Regions from separate parts of the Mus musculus genome. Here region 2 is linked to region 1. The links are chromatin contacts, called in public promoter capture Hi-C maps. All regions are on one chromosome and are shown on one strand. Each heading gives the region's core, a stretch centred on a gene start, on an enhancer-like site or on the middle of the called end of the contact. The rest is flanking DNA. Distances are from core to core; before and after follow the strand shown. Region 1 holds the start of Atp6v1a (ATPase, H+ transporting, lysosomal V1 subunit A). Region 2 holds the start of Cep97 (centrosomal protein 97).

The links. Promoter capture Hi-C pulls out the DNA fragments that hold promoters and counts their contacts.
Region 2: a contact with region 1 is called in a promoter capture Hi-C map of second pharyngeal arch cranial neural crest. The contact joins the promoter of Cep97 here to the promoter of Atp6v1a in region 1. A contact is called at or near these places in 1 of 39 promoter capture datasets (second pharyngeal arch cranial neural crest) and 1 of 484 Hi-C or Micro-C datasets (B cells).

The regions. Positions count from the first base shown.
Region 1 is chr16:44,135,729-44,142,313 of GRCm38.p6, forward strand. It overlaps Atp6v1a (ATPase, H+ transporting, lysosomal V1 subunit A), which reads right to left and starts at 3,531. Exons shown (of 15, transcript NM_007508.6): 1 at 3,234-3,531. It overlaps Naa50 (N(alpha)-acetyltransferase 50, NatE catalytic subunit), which reads left to right and starts at 4,063. Exons shown (of 5, transcript NM_001347239.1): 1 at 4,063-4,383. The coding sequence starts at 4,376.
Region 2 is chr16:55,931,389-55,937,973 of GRCm38.p6, forward strand. It overlaps Cep97 (centrosomal protein 97), which reads right to left and starts at 3,460. Exons shown (of 11, transcript NM_028815.4): 1 at 3,365-3,460. The coding sequence starts at 3,407.

The sequences.
Region 1 (6,585 bases), core at 2,281-4,780:
AAGTGGTTTAATTCCCTTGTTAGTCATTCAATGCTTGTTCAATAAACCCATCAGGGACCTCAGAATTTTGTTTGCTTGAACATGGCCTCTTCCATCCACTTCAGCATCCTTGTGCAGAAGACCCAATAGAGACAGGTGGTTCTTTAACTGCAGGGAGGTTTACTAAGGAATACCCGAGCTACCAAACATAGGGTATATGTATAAATAAAGAAATACAAAATATCGGGTAGTAGCCTGAAGGACTGATTGGCTACCAAAGGGGAAGGATACATTTTCACGGATGATGATACCCTGAGAGAGTGCAACTAAGGGAGACCGCAGAGTAAGACATAAAGGGTGTTGGGAGCCCAACTCTTAAATTCTCGCTTTTGTCCCTCCCTCCCTGTCTGTCTGTCTCTCCCCATCTCCATATTCCCCCTCCCCTATGAAACAAGGTCTCACTGTGTAGCCCTGGCTGACCTAGAACCCACTTTGTAGACCAGGTTGACCTTCAACTAAAAGAGCTCTGCCAGACCCAGTGGGGAGATTAAAGGAGTGAGCCATCATACCTACAACCACACAGAAATCTCATTAACTAATATAGTATCAGAAACCCCTCCAGTGCTCAAACCATCTGTGTGTATAGATTGACAAATTCTTCTTTAATAGTTAATCTCTTTAGCTGTTTGGTCACTAATTCCTGCTACTGATCTTCCCGATTCATTAGAAGTTTAAGTTACTGAGTTCCCTAAAATGGAGCAATTAACTGTGAAGTAAAACTGCAGACTCATTGAGCCTCTTTCTTATGAACTTCTTTCTCCTCCACAAATTCTCAGTGCTTTCAAACTGGTTTCCTCTAGCCCAGTTTGGCGCACCTGCACAGAACTGGTCTGGACTTTTAAAACACTTAGGAATTCTGTTTATTTGGTGGAATGTCACATGGGCGTGAAAGCAGAGCCAAATTTTTTTCTCTCCGGAGAGATCAGAGAACCTCACTTTAGAGAAAAACGATGGATAAAATTATATTTCAAGCTGAGGAGATGACTCAGTCGTGAAACTGCATGTTTCGCAAGTATGAAAATCTGAGTTCAGCTACCCAGTGCTCTGTAGAAGTGTAGTACTGTCCCTTTAACCTGGGTGCTCAGGGCAAAAGACAGAAGGATCCCTGGGGTTTAATGGACAGCTAGGCTCCCAGAATCAGTGAGTCCAGGTTCAGTGAGAGAACCTACCTCAAAAGAAGGGGGGTTGAGGTGAGGAGAGCAACAGAGGAAGGCACCTCTGGCCTCTAAGTGCAGGAACACAGACACAAACAAAAAGGTTTGTGTCAACAAGTGAATGGTTCAACCAACTGTGGTGCCATCCATACCACAGAATAATGATTAGCAATGAAAAGAATGAACTCTTTAAGAATCTATATTTATGCTTGTTATATAAACAGATCAATTCCTATTGTCTAGTCTGGATCACAAGCACAAACGGTAATGTGGGCAATGCAAAATCACTTGGGCAATATTGTAGTAAAAAGTATCAAATAGGCCAGTCTTTCTTTTTTGTTTTTTGTTTGTTTGTTTGTTTTGGTTTTTTGAGACAGGGTTTCTCTATATAGCTCTGGCTGTCCAGAAACTCACTTTGTAGACCAGGCTGGCCTCGAACTCAGAAATCCGCCTGCCTCTGCCTCCCGAGTGCTGGGATTAAAGGCATGCACCACTACGACTGGCTTAGGCCAGTCTTTTTATCTTGTTAAATCGTTATGAGTTTAAGGTTTTAGCTTTTAGCTCTCAAAAATAAGAAAATCTGGAAAGGGGGGGGGGGGAGCACCAATCAATGTAAGATAATCATTCCATCTTTTTCCTATTTTTTTTTCTTTCTAGTATGAGGGTTGGACCCAGTACACCAAGCTTACATGGAAGCAAGAACCATATCCCCGAGCCCCCAGCAGAGTTTAAAACAGATTCCTCAATTACATTGCAGAGAACTAAGATTTAACTGAAAATCTTATTTCCCCTAAGAAAATGTATCATTTGGGTTATAAAAGTCAAATCTGTGATTTTGTAAGGCCTTCGGCTTCAAAACAAGGAACGTTCTAAGTTTGTAGCACAAATAAAAGAGTTTAGCCCCAAACTGAAGAACATTCCTTCAGTCAAGTACATTGTTTGAGGTTTAAACATTGGCTACTACGGTGCACATAAAATGGAGTACAAAGGGTTGGGTAACCCTAGGCAAAACCATTTCTGTATTTTCACAAAATATTATGCACTCTCAAGTCTGAGAAGGGTCACTTGAATTTTTTAACAAATGCAAAAGCGAATTAAGAGCACAAGCATTACTTCACAAATTTTAAACTGACTGGGAAGGGCAATTATGTAGGACTTAAAAGAAATGTCAAAAAGGAATGACCCACAGGCAGAAAACATGAAGTCAGTAATGTCTAGACTCGATCTTCTAGTCTTTAAACTATACACACATGGATTTGGATTAATGATGTTTTCAGCCTGATCAGTTTCCGTAAAATTACTTCCCCTTCGGGAAAACCTCGTCACTTTCCCATAAGCTAGTCTGGGTCTCCAGCCCAACAAGGCAACACCACCTTTCATCACCTTCCCAACCAACCGAGACTGTCGCATTACCAACACCCTGTTCTGAGGAGAGTACAACCACCTTCTCTCCGAAAAAAAAGGTGTAAGGCCCGCTCTTACCCTTCCAGTCTCATCTGAAGACTCCCTGAACCTCTGCAAGGATGTCGGCAAACCCTTAGGATCACTGAGAACGCACATTTGTGGGGAAAGCCCTTCAGTGTGACTCTGCAGTGAGGGCCATCTCAGTGACATCCCCTCCCAAGCCTGTCTCACCGGAGACGCCTCTGCCTCCCGGGGTTTTCCTACCATCCGGATCACCCGGGCCATGGCCTTTCCCAAGGAAGGAGTTTAGGGGAATGGGATCCGTCGGTTGTTGCAGACCCCCAAGAAATAGCTAACACAATCCTACCACCTGAATCAGCCCCAAAGGCTCCAAATAGGGAACCATAATGGCCGTACTCGCTCTCAACCCAGGGAAAAGGTGGGCATCATAATCCCTAGTCAATGGACCACGGTGATGGTGAAGGGCCAGGGGTCTAGCAGAAATGAGCTCCTCGCCCGTGCAGGAGGACAACGGAAAGGGAGCCCCAAGCATCCGCAGGCCGCGATTCACACACCCTATCTGCTCTCACCCTGTCAATCGTCCCCACCAGCCACGAGTTACCTGTCGCACCTCACCTGCCCGGGCTCGAAATGCAGAAAGTGTACCTAGACGGGACCCAGAGGCTCTGTCACTGAGAGAGGGGAAGTCTTCAGCTGCAGGAGGCGGGCCAGTCCTAGCTAGTCATGTGTCCTCAAGCCCCACCCCGCTTCCCCTCGCCCGTCACGCCGCGTCTCGCAGGCTTAAATCTTTGCGGACCGCCTTGGATGTGAATGGTTCCGCGACTTCAGAAAAGCGTTAGTTTCTTTTTCTTTTCTTTTTCTTTTTTTTTTTACAATGACGGGGGTTACAGAAACTACAGTACAGAAGACGAGGATGGCAAGGGTTAAAGTGCATTGCTAAGGAAGTGACGCTAAGTCACGCTCTAGGGACCGGAAATGGCCATGAGTCCCGCCTCTAAGGCCCCAGTAAAATCCTGGGCTGGAAGACGTTAAGCCTATCACGTGATTTAAAAAAAAAAAAACCCTGTGAGGTTTGCCTGCTGGAGGATCGCCAAGTTATCCGGACCCATCACTACCTTTTGAATTTAAAACACATTTACTGCAAGTTCCCATGGGCTTTCTTACATTGAGAAGAATCCGTTTTACAAAACCCTATTAGTCGGCCAGAGGGTTTGAAGGTCACTGGAGGGCTAGAAAGGAATCGGGGTGGGGGGCGGGAAAGGCTGATCCTGCTGGCTTGAAAGCGAGAGAAGGGTGGAAAGATCCGGATTTTGCCGCCGGAGCCTACCAAGCCAGATCCCCTAGAGAGTGTCGCAAAGGGTGGGAGGAGCTAGCGGGCCGTAGGCCCGGCCCCTGGAGAGCGGGGGGCGGGGAATCCTGGCGGCGCGGAGCACTGCGCCTGCGCGCGACGCGGCGGCCGCGCCGGCGCGTTGAGGGGCGGGGTGAAAGGTCACAGCGCGGCGGCGGGTCTGGCTGGCGGCAGCTGCGGGCGGGAGCCGAGTGTCCCGAGTGCACGTGTGGAGGAGCGGCGGCGGCGGCAGCGCGGCGGCAGATTTCCCCGCGTCTCCCGGAGCCTCAGGGCCTGGCTTGGCTTCTCAGCCAAAAGACCGGCGTGTGGGGTTGAGTGGTCTGAGCTCAGGGCGCGGGCGGAGAGCTCCGGGCGACGAGGACGACGGCGTTGGCGGCGGCTGTAACGACGGCCTCAGCAGACGGGGAAGATGAAAGGGTGAGGAAGGGCAGCTGGCGGGGGTGTGGGGGGGACCCCGGCGGCCGGGGCCCAGGAGAGGGGCGTGGGTCGATGGACAGGGAGAGCGCTGCGGGGAAGAGACGCGCGCGAAGCCCGGGCGGAGGGTCATGGCCGGGCTTCCCCGGTCCCGCGGCTCCCGGAGGGGGGCGGAGGCTAGGCCGGCTGTTGGCGGGCTGAAGGGCCGACGGAGGCAAGGGCGCGAGTCCACGGTTTCACGTGTGTGCACCGCCTGAGATCACGGGGAGGAGGAATGAGGCGCCCGGGGGCCTCTTCCCGGGAGCGCACCACCGAGCCACCTGAAGGTGCTCCTCCAGATCCGGGAACGGCGCTGTGGCCGCGGGCTTTGACACGTTGCGGGTTTTCTTAAGACTTGTGGGCCGTGCAGAACCTTCTGGAGGGAAAAGGAATTGGAATAAAGAGCACGGGGGATGAGTGCTAGGAGCTAGTGACTCAACGGACTTGGGTTGGGTCAGAGCGAGTGGAGGAAGGCGGGCGGTCGGGAGGGGAGGGGGAATAAACTGGAGCGGTGTAGACTTTGGGGTGCCAAAATGTTTAAGGAAGTAGCCATGGATCAGTAGGTGGAGCTATTGCTTCAGTGGTGTGTGTGTGTGTGTGTGTGTGTGTGTTGCCCCCCCCCTCCAGTGCAAGGAGGAGAGCTGCTGCTTTTGCTCTTCGTTAGCAAAGTTGAGGTTTAATCTTGCAAATCTTCCGTAACATTAGAAGTTATTTTGGTTTAACTGTTCCCGTTTGATAGGAAGTATTTCCTTTCCATTGATTTATATACTGTTACAGTATTTAGCGTCGCGAGTTTTGGAGGTTGCCTTTACTTACAGTCATTAGAAGAAAAAAAAAGAAAGCTTAAACATATTAAACGGTCTTTTCTTTCTAAGTCAGCTGAAAATTATAACTACAGTTTCAGTTAGTTGTTTATTCAACATCGTTTTATGGAGAGCGAAGTAAGTCGTTTCTCCAAACAAGCTTGTTCTGTGTAAAATGAAGGTCCCATACCTCTGAAATGATTCTGAGAAAGTTTTGATTTTAAATCTAAATAGAAAACATTTTTTCTAAACTCTGGTTTGCTTTAAATGTTAGTTTTTCATTCGGTGTTTTTTGGGTTTTATTTTTGGCATTTTTGGGGGGATGTTTGCTCCACCTGAGCCATGATCCAGGATGCTTGGTAATTTTTAAAAATATGATCCAGTTATTTTTAGGAAGTTTTATTTTTCTAGTAGAGTACGACTTTGATGCTGTCATTTTTTTCTACTCATTGCTACACACTCAGAACATACTTGTCATGTTCTGTTATAGTAAAAGCAATGAAGATAACAAGACTAAGAAATTATTCTGGATGTTTAGGTTAAAAATATTGGGTCTAGTTCAATTTCAAGTGTAGGATTAGTCTTTCTGATACTTGACAATAGAAATGGAACCACACCGTGGTGCTGTTGGCAGTCTATTGGAACTTTTATCTAGTATACTCTTGAAGCAATTCTACTTTATTAACTAACTGGAGTTCTTGGAATTGAAGCAAAGTATTCGGTGCTCTGCAAGTACTCTGCCACTGAGCTACGTCCCCAGCACTTTATTTTGAGGTAGAGTCTCACTAAGTTGCTCAGGCTGACGCTGAACTTGGCAACAATCTTCTTGCCTCCCTCAGCCCTTTGAGTTGCTAGTATTACGGGCTTGAGCCACCAGCACCAGCTGGCTCTTTGTATTTAAATAGATATTTAAGTGTAACACGATGGAGGCAGATGCCTAGAAATGCGTTACTGGGCAAACTTGGAATTGTTGAATCCATATTTTAGGCCAGTAGTTAGGCTCAAAATTAAGACTCCTTAAGTAAATTGTTTTATTTTTTTAGGGTTGAGGGCTTAGAATTGGGTTCTGGACTAAACAACTTTTAAGATGATTTCACAGGTATATTTGATTTTTCCCTAACTAACTCCCAATAAGCACGGGACTTAAAATTTTCCTTTCCTTCCTTTTAAGATACTAAAATGAGATCAGGGTATAGTGCAGTTTTACTTTGTTGTTTTGTTTTATTAAGATGTTAATGTCCTTGAGATACAGAACTTGTATAAATGTCTTCTGTATTCAGTCTCCAGACTCTTCATTGGAAAGACTCTATTCCATGAATTTTCTTTGAAGTTTTATTTGCTAAAGTTTTATTGTATATTGAGC
Region 2 (6,585 bases), core at 2,210-4,709, about 12 Mb after region 1:
AGGCCATGCTTGAAAGCCCCAGCCTACCCTTTTCCCATATATATACCCCAATCCTCTAGACTCCAGTGTTGCATTCCTAACCTGCGGAGCAGGGAAGGTAGCATCCTGATGATAAGACTGTGTGTTTACATCTGTGATCTCTGCCAAGAACTGGGCATAACAAAAGGAGGGTGCCATCACCTCCTGGCTAATTTCCCCCTTTTTTCAATCTTTCAATTTTTTTCTTTGTCTTAGATTGGTTTTTGTTATTGTTGTTTGGGGTTTTTGTGTTTTGTTTTATCTTTTGCTGTTGTTTTCAGACAGGGTCTGATGCTGGCTAGGCTGGCATAAACTATGTATCCAAGGCTAAATTTGAACTCCTGATCTTCTTTCCCCCAACTCCCAAATACTGGAATTATAGCTATCATCACATCAGACCCTAAAACTTACTTTTTTATATAGAGATCAAAATGTTTATAACCTAACTTCAAGTACATCTTCAAGAGCCCAAAGTCGTGTGCACGGGAGTGGTGGGCAGTGTCTATCATGCATGCCCAGGGAAGCCAGAGGAGAATGCTGGGTGTCCCGTTCTGTTACTCTTTATTCTCTTGACCCACTCTCTCAGTGGGCCTTAAAGCCTAGCGCTGGATTGGAAGTCAGCAACCTCCATAGCACTAGGTGCTGAGCTTTTCCATGTATGCACTAGGTGCTGGGGCTTTGCCCATGGATGCTGGGGATTTGAACTCCAGTCTGCACACTGTCACTTCGAGTGTTCTTACCCACTGAGCCATTTCTACAGCCCTCACTTTGTTTTTCAAGGCAGGATCTCTCACTGGCCTGGAGCTCATCAAGCAGAGTAAGCTACTTGGCCAACAAGCACTAAGACTCCGCCCATGTCACTTTCCCGGCACTTGAGACCACAAGCTCCTGCCACCAAGCTCCACCTTTTACTTGGGTTTTGAGGATGGAACTCGGGGCCCTCATGCTTGTCACATACAGCAAGCACTGTGCCAACTACTCTCTCCCAGCGACTTCGAAGTCATTTTGAAAATCACAGTGTAGATAATTAATCGATGGAATGCAATGATTTTCTAATTTCACAAGGTTGCAGGCAGCACTAAATAAAGCACTTGTAGCACAAAGTCAGACTGTAGCCCCTACCCCCCACACTCCCACCCCCAACCCCAGCTAATCACAAATCCAGACTGTAGCCCCCCACCCTTTTAATCACTTCAGACAAGTTTCCTTCTCTTTTTATCATTTATTTTTCAAAGTCTGAAACACCCAAAACTAAGGTGTTGGCAGGTTTGATAACTGAGACCCCTCTCCTAGAGGCTGGCTGACTCCTCGCTGTGTCCTCCCATGTCTTTCCTCCAAGAGTCACTCTCTTAGCCTCTCCCCTCTCCATTTCTTCTTTGAGTTAACTTTTCTATTCTACAAGACATAGATGACAGCCAGGCGATTTTTAAAGTGCCAACCTCTCTTCACTTTCAAGGTCAGCTCCGTCTATCTAGTGAGTTCTGGGACAACCAGAGCTACATACTGAGACCCCCCTGTCTTGAAAAAACAAAACAAAACAAAACAGCTAGGCAGTGGTGGCCTTTAATCCCAGCACTCCGTGGCAAAGGCATCTCCTTGAGTTCAAGGCCAGATTAGTTTTCTGAACCAGTTCCAGGACAGCCAGGGCTACACAGAGAAATCCTGTCTTGAAAAACAATGGGCTGGAGAGATGGCTCAGCCGTTAAGAGCACTGGCTGCTCGTCCAGGTTCTGAGTTCAATTCCCAGCAACCACTTGGTGGTTCACAACCATCTGTAATGAGGATCTGATGCCCTCTTCTGGTGTGTCTGAAGACAGTGACAGTGTACTCACATACATAAAGTAAATAAATCTTAAAAAAAAAAAAGGCTGGAGAGATGGCTCAGAGTGGTTAAGAGCACTGACTGCTCTTCTAGGGGTCCTGAGTTCAATTCCCAGCAACCACATGGTGGCTAACAACCATCTGATGACCTCTTATGGTGTGTCTGAAGGCAGCTACAGTGTACTCATATAAATAAATAAATCTTTTTTAAAAACTATAAAGTTGTTTTTTTTAAAAAAAAAAAAAAAAAGTGGATGAGCCACGTGCACAGCACAGCTCACACCTTTAATCCCAGCACTGGAGAGGCAAAAGCAAGAGGATTTCTTTGAGTTTTTGATCAGTCACAGCTACATAATGAGACCATGGCTTTGAAAAGAAAAAAGAAAAAGAGTGAGAATATAATATAAACATTGTTCTACATAAAAACATGAGATAATGGGAGAAAGGCATCCAAAATATCATCTGGCTCTTTGGGGGCGGGGAGAATGGCTCTGTAAGTGCTTATTGCTGCTGTTCTCGGTGAGCTAGGAAGGTTGAGAAAAGAAGCTATCAGAGTGGGCGGGGCCTGAGTAACTGCCAATTTCAATTTTTCGATCAGACTGGAGCTACCTTGGGATGTAATTTTTCGGTTCTGCGCTCCTAGAGGGTTTCAATGCTTTTCGGTTTTCTTATCACGTGAGGCGTCGTGAGCCCCTTCTTCGAGATGAAAACTAGACTGTCCTGGAAAAGCGCACCTAGCGTCCGCACACAATTCCTAAGTGTCGACACATGTTTTAGCCGAACTCCTTCCCGTAGGAACTCAAGGGTCTCCGGGTTATGAGCCTCAACTCTACCTACCCTGCTCTGCCCCAATCGGGCCAGCTGCTACCACGCCTCAGAGTGTAACCAAAACAAAAGCTCTGAGGTCGGCGCCCCACGGAGGCATCTCCCAAGCACAGGCGCACCCCCCAACCTGGGCTCTGCCAAACAAAGACCAAACTCGACCCCGGGACCCGGCCTGCAGAATGATCGGGGAGCAACGCGTGTCTGGGTCATTCTCAGATTCTACCACGGCTACTGGTCACTTCCAAAGAAGAGTTCAAGCAGACTGTGATGCGGTTTCAGATGAGATGCTTCCTGAACGTTCTCGGACGAGAAGGAGAGGCACGGGAAATAAAAAGGCTGCACTAATTTCCTGTGGGCACTCGGAACTCAAAGTAAACGTCCCAGAAAGGTCACCGCAGTCCGAAGCCCACTGCCCCCAGTCAGGCTAAGGAGAGCGCGGGACAGGGGCGCCGGGCACCGCGAAGGCTCCTGGGGACTGAAGTCCCTCATTCAGCCTTCACAGTAATGTTGCGGGACTGGACCAGACAGCGGGACTACAACTCCCAGTAGGAAGTGCGCCTCCGTGTTGCTTACAGCCCCTCATCAAAAGAACTGGTCCAAAACTGCACCTCTAAACCCAGGCTTTCTCTTTACACCAAGCAACTGTTTAATATGACATACTGAAGTAAACTTTGGAATTTAGGGGTAGGGATCATCGTACCTTCTCCCGGAGCCAGAGCCCCGTCGACTCGCGCCACCGCCATACTTGCCGCTTGCTAATGACACCAGGCAACCGTCTTCTGCCGTTCTGTAGAGCATGTAGTCAGCAGTGGGGCGCTGCAAACTACAACTCCCAGGATGCACAGCACTCACTCGACCCAATTGGCTCCCTGATGGGACTTGCTGGCTACAATGTGGGAGGTAAAGCTTAGAAGACCCGGGTTGACACCTAAAGTTGATCTGGTGAGCAAGCTGTATTGTTAGATAAACCATTTCACTCCAGGGCCAGGTGTTTGAGAAATTCGACACTTTTACCACCTGGCACATTATAAAGACGTTGTTTAAAACTGAATTTGAGAACTCATTGCCAGAAGTCTCTATGGCAGCTACCCATTTTGACAATTCTGAATTAAGTTTAAAAGGTTTTAGCTTCTCTATAGGAATGACAGTGAAATATTTTGACATAGTCAAATGGATACGTTATATTTGCAATTTACCCAATCTTACCTAATTAAATAGATTTAAAGCCTCAGAAACTGATATTTTTGTTTTAAATGGTGGTTCTTACACATTGAACAGTTTGGTCAAGGAGTATATTTGATACATATGTACCCAGAACTTTTTCCAGAGTATTCAAAAAAGTTTAAAATAGTTTCCAGAGTCAGGAATACTTACTTTACCTGGTTGGGAGGGCACAGGCTGATCTTTTTTTGATTTAACTATGAACTCGGTAATCGGGAACTAGAAATTACAATCTTTGGACAAAACTTGACAGGGGAAGTAAAATTAAGCTAGGGTTTACAAGGTAACTCAATCGTACAAAGGGGGCTCCACTTTCTTTCATCAACTGCTCAACGTACTAAAAGCTACTCTTGGTGTTCGAGAAATTCAACACTTTTACCACCTGGCACATTATAAGGACATTGTTTAAAACAAACTGATGTTGAGAACTCATTGCTAGAAGTCTCTATGGCCGCTACCCATTCTGACAAGTCTGAATTAATTTTAAAGGGTTTTAGCTTCTCTATAGAATGACTCGCTATAAGGCTCTCTCTGAAGTCTGAGGATTCCTGTTCAGGAAAATTCAGTAACTTGGTGCTTCTAGCTTTTCAGGCTCAAAATTCTAAGAGCATTTCCTCTTTCCTGGTTCCCTTTGGCATCACTGCCCTTAAAGACCTTTCTGTTTCCCATTGCTTTAGTCTAAAGATACTTTTCTATTTCTGAAGAAACAATAAGAATTCCCCCCTTCATTTTAACCAGTAGACACCTTACTTGGAGAACAGTCTTACAACTTTATATGTCTGAAAACAAAGCAAGCCTGTCGTGGTGGCCCAAATTTTAATCCCATCAGTTGGGAGGAAGACTATATATTGTTAGATATTGGAAGAGGCAAGCAGGAGGATGTCTGTGAGTTCAAGGCCACCTTGGTCTACATAGTGAGTTTAATCATAGCCTGAGCTATGCAACAGAGAGATTCTGTCTAAAAACAAAACAAGTACACATGTACACACACACATCAGACACACACACACACACACACATCAGACACACCGGAAGAGGGCATCAGATCCCATTACAGATGGTTGTGAGCCACCATGTGGTTGCTGGGAAATGAACTCAGGACCTCTGGAAGAGCAGCCAGTGCATAAATTAAAACAATTGGAGAGGATGAAGAGACAGCTTAGCCAGTAGGGGAGTTTGCTGCCAAGACTGATGATCTGAGTTCAAGTCCCATAACCCACACAGTAGAAGATGATCACCCACTCCTGAAAATTGTGAATTGTGTTCTGAGTTCCACATGTGTGCTACCTCATTCATGGAGAGAGAGAGAGAGAGAGAGAGAGAGAGAGAGAGAGAGAGAGAGAATATGTAACTTAGAAAAAGGAAGGGCCAGGAGAGAAGTATGCCAAGTCCAGCCTTGGCCACATAGAGGCACCTTGTCTCAGAAACAAAAACAAACAAACAAAAAAAAAAAACCAAATAACAACATCAGCAAACAAGAATAACCCAGAGAACCCCTCCACAGGGTGATCACATACTGGGGATGACCATGCAGTTGTGTCCGGCTTTTCATCACTGAAGAGTGTTGTCGTTCACAAAGTTCACACGAGAAGCACTCTTGTCTTGTTCACTGTTTTTGGTTTTGGGTTTCTGAAACTGTTAGGGATCAAACTAGGCTCTCTTCATCTGAGGCAAGCACTTAACCACTGAGATACATCCCCAACTCAAAGAAAAAAAATTGTTTTAAACTTTTCTGTATTTTAAGGTTTTTTGTTTGTTTGTTTTTACAGAAGCTTTGCATTTTATGAGGTCTTATTTGTCAATTTTTTAATTAATTTTTTTCTTGGATATTTTCTTTATTTCAAATGTTTTCCCCTTTCCAGGTCTCCCCTTCAGAAACCCCCTATCCCATCTCCTGCTTTTTAGGCTTTTTTGAGACAGGGTTTCTCTGTGTAGCCCTGACTGTCCTGGAACTCACTCTGCAGGCCATGCTGGCATCAAACTCAGAAATCTGCCTGCCTCTGCCTCCCAAGTGCTGGGATTAAAGGTGTGCGCCACCACTGCCCAGCCAAAGGAGGTTTTTCTTCAGAGGAAGAGGAAGGGGCTGGTGAGATGCTCAGATGTTAAAAGCTCTTGTTTTGCTGAGGAACAAGTCCCCGCACCCACACTTCAGTTCCAGGGGATCAGATGTCCTTTTCTGATGTCTACAGGGAACCATGAAAATGCAAAATGCACATATATACATGCCGGCCAAACATTTACACACATAAAATAAAAACAAATATTTATACAAAACTGTTAATGTTTTTAATGAGGAGAATTGTGTCAGATAGTTTGAGTTACAAGAAACAAAAAAGAAAAGAAAGGAAAAAGGACAAGATGCTAAAGAGATGTTTTAATGGTTTAAGAGCACTGGCTGCTCTTCCAGAGGACCAGAGTTCAGCTCCTAGCACCCACATGACAGCTAACAACCATCTGTAACTCCAGTCCCAAAAGATCCAACACCTTCTTGTGGCCTCCATAGGAACTACAAGCATATAGGGCACAGACAGAACACTGATACACATAAAATAAGAATAATAAAATCACACGTGCACACACACACACACACACGAAATGATTTAAGTGTGCTTACAACTTTACATCAGGCTGCATTCACAGCTCTATGACAGCACTTGTGGCTCACTGAACACAGGCAGGCCCCCAACAGTCCTGCTCTTA